Linked DNA regions of Mus musculus: region 1 is linked to region 2. Evidence: chromatin contacts called from public promoter capture Hi-C data. All regions are on one chromosome and are shown on one strand. The core of a region is the stretch at or near the end of the contact, and the rest is flanking DNA. Distances in the headings are between cores, read along the strand shown.

The links. Capture Hi-C pulls out chosen DNA fragments and counts their contacts.
Region 1: a contact with region 2 is called in a promoter capture Hi-C map of liver, with 3 times the contacts expected there. The contact joins the promoter of Zfp85 here to the promoter of Zfp429 in region 2. A contact is called at or near these places in 5 of 39 promoter capture datasets (the C10 cell line, hippocampal neurons, liver and 1 more), 1 of 115 datasets of contacts at active chromatin or transcription factors (bone marrow-derived macrophages) and 2 of 9 other capture datasets (adipose tissue and liver).

The regions. Positions count from the first base shown.
Region 1 is chr13:67,752,687-67,758,632 of GRCm38.p6, forward strand. It overlaps Zfp85 (zinc finger protein 85), which reads right to left and starts at 2,516. Exons shown (of 4, transcript NM_001001130.3): 1 at 2,377-2,516. The coding sequence starts at 2,382. It overlaps Zfp85os (zinc finger protein 85, opposite strand), which reads left to right. Exons shown (of 3, transcript NR_027969.1): 2 at 302-508; 3 at 1,893-4,152.
Region 2 is chr13:67,397,312-67,403,362 of GRCm38.p6, forward strand. Zfp429 (zinc finger protein 429) reads right to left here and starts at 2,456. Exons shown (of 4, transcript NM_001080941.1): 1 at 2,385-2,456. The coding sequence starts at 2,420.

The DNA of each region.
Region 1 (5,946 bases), core at 1,266-3,765, 360 kb after region 2:
ACATTTAAATTGCTTAAAAGCCTGTCTTCCAGGCTTCTGAAATACACACTACAGGACTGTCACACACAGTCACGATTCTGTGCAATAGTACCCTAAGTGTCATACTCCTACCTGACTCCATTGTGCACACGCTGGCCAATACTTCCTGTGCCTCTCTCCCTCAGATCACTGGCCCATTGGAGACACCTGTGTTATTTCCAAATTCTGTGAGATTTATTTCTTTGGAGTCTCTCTATGGCTAAGATCATCTTTTACTTGCCTTTCCAGGTCTGAAGTAATAATCCCATTCATATTGTCACAGACAATCCCCCCTGTTCTGAGGCTCAACTGGACTACGCTGCACATAAGTGCATATACATGTGAACCAATGTAGCGCCTCTACTTTCCTTGCTTTGCAAGACCTTCTGCAGCCTGTCAAAAGATTTCCTGATGATGACGGCACAATGCAAAGTCACGGGTGTTCCCTGAGCAGTCTGCAGCAGTTCTTTCTAGCTCCAAATTTTCAGATGTGAGTAATATAGCATGAAGTAACCATGGAAATCAGGGAAGTATAAAGGGAGCATGTGGGGAGGGGCATGAGAAATGCGTAGCAGGACACAGGTGATCTGAAGTGGGAAAGGGAAAACCTACGGGGAAGGGGGGTCAACTGGGAAAATGGTGGGAGGTCAACACAGATGGAGAAAGGGTAGAATAAACCTGGAGGGGGTTTCAATTGGCAAGAAGAAAGGAGGTCCATACAGATGGAGAGGAAGGGCGAGATAAGGAAAACGAATACCAAACCTCATGAAATCATATTATTTTATACTTACTGAAACTTATACACTATATATTATATGCAAACTTAGACAAAAACCACAAGAGCTCTCAACCCCAGAGCTAACTCTCTAGGCCTCGTGATGTTTAACTTTTTAAGTCATTTATTTTTATTTTTGTGCATATGTTGTTGCCATCTTGTATGATGGTGCACCACATGGTTACCCTGGAGACCAGAAGATGTTATTGGTTCCCTGGAACTGCAGTTATAGACAATTATGAACCACTGTGTGCCTGGTGGGGGCTGAACAATGTTCCTTTGCTAGAGAAACAAGTGCCTCTATTTAAAAAATAAATTATTTTTGATAATCTTAGGTAGCACACGTAACCTTAAATTTGACATTTTCTTTTAAATAGGTCTGTTTGATAAATATATTAAATATAAATGTGTATATGTATATATTAAATGCATGCATGTGTGACCTGTGATATAAGCATTTTGCTGTATCACCTCTACCTTCTAAGAAACGGGATCTAAGGTACAAGAAAATGTACTTTTCACACCATAAAATGTAAAATGACATGTTCTTAGTTTCCTGAACATTAATGGCATTGACTAGAAAGTGTCCATATTATTGTAATTATAGTTAGATAATACATAGAAAATACTGGTATTATGATAATGTAGTTTAAAGCCCATGCTTCTTAGGTATAGATTTGAATGCTGTAAGTCAGTCTCCAGCACACAAATCAATTTGACTGAAGTGTGGCAAAAACAGCACAAAGGACAGAGTGAGCAAAGGCTGTATACAAAGCACGGGGTGAGCAGCTGGCTGTATACAAATGCCATGGGGAGCAGACTGTTGTATACAATCACAAGACCTTTAGTGAGCCACATTTCTTCAACCCCATCTCTCAATCTTTCCACACAATACAAATACCTGGGCAACTTATCTCTCCTTTCACAAAAGGAGTCCAAATTTCTGACATCGCAGTCTCTGGTGCAATTGTATGTGGTAATATTCTCTAGTATTTTCCACTCTGCAGTGTTGTAGGATCAGTGATAGCTGGGAAGGTACAAAGCTCAGAGTGCCCCCTCGATGAGAATTTTTTTTTTTTTTTTTTTTTGCCTCATACAGGTGTGTGAATGTGAGGGTTCTGTCACAGTGGGTAAAGGAGTGATTCCTATCCAAAGTGAGCCGCCCTGAAAACAATTTATCACAAAGAAAACGGGACGAACATCCCATACACCAAACTCCCCCGCCAGAACTCACTGTCCTGGAAACTATGAGCCACACGAACTCAAAACAAGAGTCCTGGGCCTGTCATAGAATATGGGAGGGCTCAGAAAAACCCACTTGCTCTAGATTTCCTGAGGGATCTGACAACAGCAATGTGAAAGCTAGTAACAGCAAGCTTCCCCAGCCAAGGTGCTGTGTGAGCTTTCATCACAGCCTGTCTCTGGCATGGTCAGCCAAGCCACCCCTAAGCCTAGATCTGCACTGCACATCCAAATGGGCTTCTCTCCGCCTCCTGCCCAGCCCTCCCCCGCTCCCTGCACGCCGGACCCGCCTACCCGCAGAGTTCCTGGATTTGCAAGTCTAGGCTGCACCCGGGACCAACCTTCATGTTAAGCGCGAAGAACAAGCCACACTGTCCCAACTTTGAGAACACCGCAGAGTTTGGAGAATCACAAACGTAAAAAGAACCCGGAAGCACAGAGAGCAGAGTCCTGTCTAGCGGGGTCATACAGAAAGAGAGAGAGAGACTACATTTCCCAGAAGTCTACGCGAAGGACTACCCGGAACCAAAGAAGGCAAAGAATTTAAAGCGCATGGATTGTATGTAACTGGAATTAGGCTGCTTTTAAAAATCCCAAATTTACAAAGGGCATTTTGAGAATATGAGTCCAGCCTTTAACGGTAATATGTATTAGATTTACTTCTTACTCTGATCAATGCTGTGACTTAAAAAGCTCAGGGGTTCCTAGAATCTTATGGGGGGCAGAAAAAAAATCACATTGAGTCAATTTTACTTTAAAATAACGGAGCAAGAAGCTACTTTAGGGCACACCACAAACTCTTTAGGATAGTTTTTGAAACCAAGTTTCCTGGAAATATTCTGAAATCTCAGCTACTCTGGGGTTTGAGACAGAAGAATCACAAGTCTATGTCCCAAATTACACAGTACCAAAAGAGATGGGGGCTACTCACTGGTGAAGCACTTGCCTGGAGTGAAGGAGGCCTTGGTTTAATACCCATTATGACACTAAATCAAAGAGGAAAAAAAAATAACCGAACAGATTTGATGTGTACACTGAAATCCACGGTTTGGGGCGTGGACTAGGGAACACAGATGTCTCTTACCTATAAGTCCCAGAAACCCTTTGAGATTTTCATCTGTCCTTAGTCCCCTTGTCCACACGTTCCTCCGATATCCGTGTAAACAATTTAACATTTGAGAGAGCTTCACCAGATTCTCTTTCACAATCTCATACAACTATTCACCACCAAATGTTCTTCCTGGCTCCTCTCCCAGTTAGAGGAAAACTGGTCTTGGAATCAGTATGGTGTGTGAACTGACTCCTGACCCACTATCCAACACTCATCATAAGATTTCTCTCTGTATTACTTCGGATCTGCCCTATTCAACTTCCAGTCTCTTTCTGGACTCCTTACATTACTCCCATTCATGTGGAAGTACTTAAAGGTTCTTTTGTTTTGTTTTGTTTTTTGCTTGAAGTTCACTCTATTCCCTCATCTCATAACACAGGAATGAATCTTCCTTTAATACAAAGGTATCAGAAATATGTTCCTGATCATACAGAATGAACTCATTGCAAGAAAGGGGCTGGACTGACACCACGGAGTGATGGGACTCCCTATCTCGTGTGTATGTATTCCTGTACTGGTAACATCTGAGACCCAACGATAAACCCCACGAGAGGAAAGAGTTTGTTTTCGTGCCATGGTCACTGATTCACAATGAGATTACTTCTTGGATGAGAGAGTGGGAAGATCAGATTGTTCTTTTTTTGTTTCATCACCAGAAAGAAATTGTGCTGGGTTTTATATCAATTTGACACAAGCTAAAGTCATCAGAGGAGGAAGCCTCAGTGAGAAAAAGCCTCTATATGGTTGGGCTGTGGGCAAGCCTGTAGGGCATTTCATCTTCACAATAAGTAATAGATGTAGGAGGGCCTAGGATGTTGTGGGTGGTGCCAACCTTGGGCTGGGGTCCTGGGTTCTCTAAGAATCAGGCTGAGTAAGCAACACCTCTCCATGGCCTTGCATCTGCTCCTGCTTCCAGATTCCTGCCCTGTTTGAGGTTCTGTCTTGGCTTTCTCCAATGGACAGTAGTCCAGGATATGTAAACCAAATAAACCCTCTTGTCCCCGTGATTGCTATTCTTGACACTTGACTACTTTCTGGAATTAACTGGATTCCGGAAATGGAGGATACCCTGTGAGGGATTTTTCTGCTTGGTTTGAAGTCAGTGGTTTCGCTTCTAGTCCAGTCTTTTGAGATAGGGAGGCACATGACTTTGATCCCAACCTTGAGCTGGGAAGATACACCTTTCATCTGGACCACACCGTCTTCTCAAATCCTATAAAACAATGAGTTTTAACCTGTGGGTTATGTCCCCCTTCAGGGTCGAACAATCCTTTCACAAGAGGGGAGATGACTGGGGTGGGACTCGGTTAAAGCAGGACAGAATCCATCCCGCTCCTATGTGAAGATGAGGTAGGTCCAAGTGATTCTTGGGACTGTAGATGCTGGATCCCTTCAGACACTGATGGTCCTGGAATGGTTCAATGTGGGGACTATAAGACAGGGGAATCTACTCCTCCCCCACAGGGCCCAGAACAGAGAGAGTCTAGGAATCTTTCTTAGGATTTTATTCAGCCTCTGAGTCATTGACTGGATAACTAAACAGAGGAGCCTTGCTTAAAAACACAGAATTTCAGCTAAGGAGGAGGGAGACCCAGCAGTCCAAACAGTCTGGTGTCTCCTGTGCTGGCTAGTCTTACGTTAACTCAAAAGGAAGGGACCTTGAGAAAATGTCTCCATAAGATCCAGCTGCAGAGCATTGTTTTAGTGATTAACTCTGAGGGTGTATCCTTATAGATGCTGTCATCCCTGGGCTAGTGGTCCCATGTTCTATATGAAAACAGGCTGAGTAAGCCATGCTGAGCAAGCCAGTCAGGAGCACTCCTCCATGGCTTCTGCATCTACTCCAACCTTGAGGTTCCTATCCTGACTCCTTTGATCATGAACAGTGATATGGAATTTTTAGCCAAATAAACCCTTTCTTCCCCAACTTGCTTTTGGACATAGTGCTTCACCGCAGAAACTTTAACCCTAGGACAGAAGTTGCTACCAGGACTGTAGAGTACTGCTGTGACAGATACGGCCATATTGCTGGGGGTTGGGGGGAGTGTGTAAGGACTTTGAAACCTTGTCCTAGAAGAGCCCTTGAGTATTCAGAGCTCAGTGAGCTGTTCTGAGATTTGAAGATAAGAATGTTGGAAGCAGTATAGTTTACAGAATAATGGCTTGTGAAATTCCAGAGGGAAACAAAGACTCTACCAGGCCACTAAGAACCTGTGGCGTCAGGTCCATTGGAGCTGAAGAATCACCTGTGATTAACAAGAGACCAGAACCGATAAAATAAAACCTTTGTTTTTCTGAGACAATTAATGTTGGTTAGCTGGAGCTGAGAAATTAGCAGTGATTAAGAAGAGACCAGCATCATGGAGGTGAAATCTAGTGCTTCCAGAAAGTCAGCACACAGAAATTGTGACCACAGCTTGGCAGCCTCACTTGGTAATTTAAGAGTCACCCAAGTGGTACTGGTCTTACAGCCATGAAGAGGCCATGCAGAACAGCTGAGGCTTGGCACTGTGAGAAGCCAGGAGAGCCATTGGAGAACGTGCAGTCTTAGTAGCTGTTGAAGTCTCAGATTGAAGGGGTCATGAAGAGAAGTTGAGGCTTGACATCATGAAGACAGGCAAGGAGATACTATTGGTGAAAGTGCAGCTCAGTTGCAGCAGACAGCACCAGAAGTTTCAAAGTGCCAATACTATGGGACGACTGCCAAGGACGGCTGCAGGTGTGGAGTGGAGCTGTCTGAGCCTAGGAAACAAATTGTGTGTGCTGCAAAAGGAGGAGCCTGAGAAGTGTCATAAAGCTT
Region 2 (6,051 bases), core at 1,206-3,705:
TCCCATTGGACAGCTTCTGCATAGGTCAGATATTGAGTGGCACTGTGGCATCTTTACGGCTGGAATGACATACAGGACATTGCTGTGGCACACTGGTATAAGAGCTAAGCAGGGCTACTGATTTCTTCTCTCCCTTGGAACCTGGCAAAGCACCTTAAATCTGTATGGATAACTCGTCCCTGTTCAGATCTTCATGTCAGATCCAACTGCAATCCCGTGAGTCTTCTGTCTGAAGTGCAAGGTGATTGCACCCTTGGGAAGAGGGAATAGCTATTGTCACAAGAGTTTATAGGACAACAAAATTATATTTTCTTTAAAGATTGACTGCGCAGAAAATAGTCTTTTGTCTAATGAGCAGCATTCAGCAGCAATAAAGAGGCCAGAACATCTCCAAAATTAACCGGCATAATGAAGCACTTTGGTGAATAGGAGTTTCTCAAGGGAAAAATAAATTGAAAGGTCTTGAAACCTTCTGTACAGCTAGTAGAGAAAGATCCTGTCTTTACGAGTATGAAAAAGCAGATTACACTTTTTTTAATGTTTGCATCACCAAGGCCACGGGAAAACCAGCAATGTGGAGAATGGCAGGAGCCCAGAGCAGAGCAAAGACCAAAACAACTCTCTGTGAGAGAATCAGAGCATGCTCACAATGGAGAATTAACTGCGGGGCTCACTCCCTATGTTGGCCAGCACTGGCTTCCTCCATTCTGCATGGGCAAGTGTCTGCTGTCTTGAGTACAATCTCCTGTGAGACCCTGGGGGTGGAGGTCCGGGGACCTGTAAACAGGATACCGTTTTGTGGGGATTATAGCCAGTACAATTAACAGCAAACATTGCAGGGGAATCAGAGACTTGCAAAATTCACTTTCAATGGGAAAGAAATGCAAATAATGTCTGACCTGAGGCAGGAACAGTTCCACCCATTAACAATTACTACCTATCCTTCCAATAACTGGGAGCTCGATGGTTACATTCCACTCAATGGAAGCCCATCCTAGAGGAAGTCTAGAGCAACAGAAAGGACAGCGCAGATGTTTTAAGAACTCTTGCATCTCCTGTCAGTGACAATCAGAGATAAATTTTCAGAGAGTCGGGCAGATCTAAAGATTAACAGGACATTGATGGGAAGTAAACATGAGAGAGAGGCAAAGAGAACGATGGATTCCTGATCAGGTTCCAAACAATACAGACTCCCCATTCCCTACCAGCCTGTCTATACTACACAGTGCTTAAAATACATACAACACAGATCATGAAGCAGCAACTCCTAGGTTGTGCCAAGTGTCAAAGAGTCTCTGAGTGTGGAGTGAGGATTAAAGACAGGAGAGGCCGAAAAAAGATGCAGAGCCAAGAAATAGACTTGGGAGGACTGCTGGTCAATACCACAGCAGCCTCAAGTTTATTATTCACCGCCCTTTTATACCTCATATTACCATGGGCAGCAAAGCTACAAGATAACAGAAACACTGGCAGAAATATACACAATGTTCATAAACTTCTTCAACAAGTCCAAGCCCTGATAATGTCATGTTGACCGGAACCATTGTGGGCCAAGCGGACATTATCTCTTTTTTTAAAACTCTCAACTGTAAAGTAGGGATGGAGGTCCTTTCAAAAGTTTAGAAAATACAGCCCTCAAGGTGAAACATGATGTGAGCTCGTCTCGATCCCACTCTGCCTTGTAGACATTCCTGCCAGTGTATCCACTCCATGCGTTTCTTCAACCCTAGTCCAAGATTTTCAGTGCATTCAGGCAGATCTGTTGGCAGTGTCCCAGAATTCCCCTAAACGACACCTGTAGTACCTCGGATTTTTCCTCTCTTAATTCTTTACTGGCAGAGAAAAGTGAACACAGTCAGACCTCAAGGCCATTGCTATAAGCTGGCTACAGAGTACACGGGGACCAGAAACCCTTTTACTCTAAAGACACAAAGGACTCTGGCAGCATCCAGGTGAGATGGGGGCAGCCAGGAATGCGCGTTTCCAGCAATGCAGGTCTGTGGGCTCTGGCACTCTCTCAGGAGCAGGTAGTCAGCTCATCACCATTAGTTTGCAATCTAGTCCCCCACTACCAAGCTGCTCCAGTGTACCAGAGAACCAAGGCAGACTCGGGCTGCTCTCGGTGTTCTAAAGGAAACCTTCACTCAGGACACAATCCCAAAAGGCCAGTCCCCTCACTCCAAAACTGCAGCCTCAGCGGTCCCAGCCAGTTCAGCACAGCAAGTCCTGGCAGCTGCTTCCGCCCTCCCACCCAGCCCAGAAGCGCTCCCTCCAAGACAGAGCCCTGCTCTGGCACCCACCCCAGTCTATGCTGCTTCCTTGAACCAACCTCCCTGACACAGACCCCGCACAGAGCCCCAAGCAACGCTGCTGACTGGACCAACCTTCTTGTCAGAGACAACTGGAATAGATAGCCGCATAGGATTTCCGCCCAACTTTGAGGAAGAGGCACAAGTACAAACCTGAAGTCAGAAGGGGATTTCCTGGAAGGCTCCCAGTGGTCACAGCGGTGCGGACTACATCTCCCAGAAGTCTGTGCGAAGGAAATCCCAGAACCCAGGGTGGGTGACTTCTACTGTTTGGAGAGGTACGTGGATGGTAACACAAAGTAGAAGGTTGAAGGAGGAAGCCTTTTCTGCAGAAAAGCTATGGGTAATGCGACCCCATTTGGTTTCGGACCCCAGAACCACATCGGAGATGTACGGATATGAGTCGAGCCTTTGACAGAAACATATGGCTTACAAGTCATTTCTAGTTGTAAGTTTAATATTACTACTTCTTGAAAAAAACAAAAAAACAAAAAACGTTGACTTAGTAGTTCGTTAAAATAACAAAGCAATACACTAACCTACGTGGGAAGGAAACGTAACTTTATAAAAGGATGTTTGAAACCAACCTTGGTGTGCCTGACTATGCTCCTAGCTCCTCAGTAACTTTTGACAAATGGACTTGCGGTACAAAGCTGGCTTGGTTTCTGCCCCAACAAACTTGTATACTGTTGTTTGTGTTTCTACTTTTCGAATATATAGAAATAATTCCTCCAGGGCATTGCTAATATTACATATACAGGAACACATGCTGTTTGAGCAGGCCAAGGAGGTTGACTCTGAAGATAAAATTTGACATTCCCAAGCCACACCCAAGCAAGTGTCTATCTAACATTCCTCTAAATCTCTTGTCCCGAGTTAATGCCCCAGACTCTCAGACATTGGAAAGGAGATCAACAAGCAGCCCAAGGAGGCATTGATTAAAACCAGCTAACAGGCTACCTATGTCCAACAGAGACTACTACTGTTGATCTGTTGGTAGAAAGGTGTCTGTAATAAAAGCAGGTCACACATCCAGTCATTTCTCCAACTTGTTGTATGTAGTTGAGACATAAATGCAAAGGCTTTGAGTTGTACTGTAGAAACAAGAGTATACAGAGCACAAACATTTTAAATTGGTATCCACCCTCACCTGCAACTAGGATTTCTTTCTGAGAGCCCTCAGAAATCAGTGTACATGGGACTGCTCACAAAACAGCCAGGGGATCACATGGAGTCAATGCCTTGGCCATTCCTTAGATCCTGTGAACTAAAGGCAGGTACTAAAACATCAGCTGCAGTGGAGTCTACTCCACTGTGGAACACAGACCCAAAGTAGCCTCTAAGAGTACAGAAGCATAGACTATGGGTGCTGAAATAAACACTGGAACCTTACAGATTAATTCCCATAATGACCTCAACCGAATGGAACCAGTCTCTGCACTCTCACTACTAATTCAATCCTGTGGTTATACTCAGAGAACCTGATAATTTGCTGTATGTAGGTGTATTTGTGCCCCCATGTTTATTGCTCTTTATTCCCAACAGTAAACAACCAGAATCAACATAGATATCCATGAAAATATTAATGGAAAACAATTTGGTAAATATAAATATTTATTACAGAGAGAGAGAGAGAGAGAGAGAGAGATGCTCTTTGGATCTAAGATACTGTAATCACAAATTTTACTAAGAAATGGACTGACATAGTATGTATGATATTGATATTACTTAGTTTTATAAAGGTAAACACTGCATGTTCTTCTAGGTGTTTAATCTAGACAGTACTATATGTATATATGTGAAGAAATTTTCATGTGGGTACAGTATATTGCAGGCATAATGTTATTGTACGCTGTGTAAAGATTATCCTTGTATTATTCAAATCCTGATTTCTCAGCCCCCATATATGGTTGTAATCCAGACATGACATTGTAGTGCTTATTTTAAGTATCTCCCCTCTCAAGTGTGTGCAAACATTATTCCCCACTTATTATCTGACTTGTTAATAAAAGCTGATCAGCCAATGGTTAGGCAAAAGAGAGAATAGGGCGGGACTTCTGTTAGACAAAGGAAGAATAGAGGACAGGCCAGGAGGAAGCAGTCCAGGAGAGACATCATGGAAAAACACCTGAATCCCAGAGAGCAACATCAAAACTAAAATACAAGTATCTCAGGGTTTTTGGGCAGGGAGGTAGCCAGATTACCTTAGAGGATTCGAATAGATTAACTGCCCAGTTATTGTGTTATAAAGCTTATCACATAAACCTTAAATTCTCTATTGGATTCATTTGGGATCTAGCTAGGGATCACTAAAATCTGTCCACATTTAAAATGTATTTAGAATAAGTATGTCATTTAGAAAAGAGAATAATAAAGGTTAACTATTAGGGCACGAGGAAAGATTTAAAGAAGGTAATGAACATTGGTTGTCAAGAGGAAATAAGATAACTGATTATCAATCTTCATGTCCATGGTGGATTTTGGTTTTCATGGTATATAAACGCATAAAAGATAGTCAGTGGAGACTGTCTTAATCAAATGTGAATGCATTAGATTCTATTCTGAATGTCCATCCGAACTGTGCAGAAGGTCATGTGCTCTGCAATCTTCAGGTTTTGTTTTGTGTAATTGTAATGTGATTTAAATTTTTTTCAATACTTTATATAATAGGGCTTAATGTTTTAAAGACTGAGAAATGAGCAATGCCACCTGAGAGTCTGAGTCTGTTAAACTATGTACTCCTGACATGCTATGTGTGTCCTACACTATTTATTCCTAAAAGTAGGTGTCTCTGCTGTAAGACCCCAATTCAATGTGTTTCTTAGACTCCCTAGAAATGAAGCCCAGCATGGAGTTCTTTGTTCTTTTGCCTTCAGCCTGAGAGAACGATGACCACTGGGTGACCCACTCAGGCGCCTGTCCAAATATTGTAAGGGATCAAGAATGTTTGCCGGGCTGGTGAGATGGCTCAGTGGGTAGGAGCACCCGACTGCTCTTCCGAAGGTCCAGAGTTCGGATCCCAGCAACCACATGGTGGCTCACAACCACCCGTGACAAGATCTGACTCCCTCTTCTGGGGTGTCTGAGGACAGCTGCAGTGTACTTACATATGATAAAAATAAATAAATCTTAAAAAAAAAAAAAAAAAAAGAATGTTTGCCCAAGCTAGCCTGTAACCCTTCTGTGAGAGATGAGCTGTAATTCACCATCCCCATTCTTACATTGTTTACTCAGCTCCCCATTCTTTTTGTTTGTTTATTTTGTTTTTTGAGACAGGGTTTCTCTGTATAGCCTTGGCTGTCCTGGAACTCACTTTGTAGACAGCTTCCCCATTCTTTGTGGTCTTAACATCCCCTCACTGTGTGGTTTACTCTTTAAAAACCCTCTGCTGGGGTCGATCTCCTCTGCCCCTGTGCAGGTAATGAGCTCAACCTCAGCATGCTGATTCCCGAATAAACCTCATGAGGTATTGCATCAAGAACGGTTTCTCTCAAGTTATTGGGGCGTCAGCTCATCCTGGGACTTGAGGGAGGGTCTCCCTGAAACGGGGGTCTTTTGCTGCTAAACTATTAAGTCCTGACAATGAGTCTCTGCTCTATCCTATTTCCTCCTAAGAGTGTGAGTCTCTGCTACACTAGTCACTTATGCCCTGGTCCCTTGAGAAGCTTCCCCCACAGATTATAGCTCTGAAAGACTCATTCTCTTCTAGAACAAATGTATATTCATAGAGGTCATTTCCATT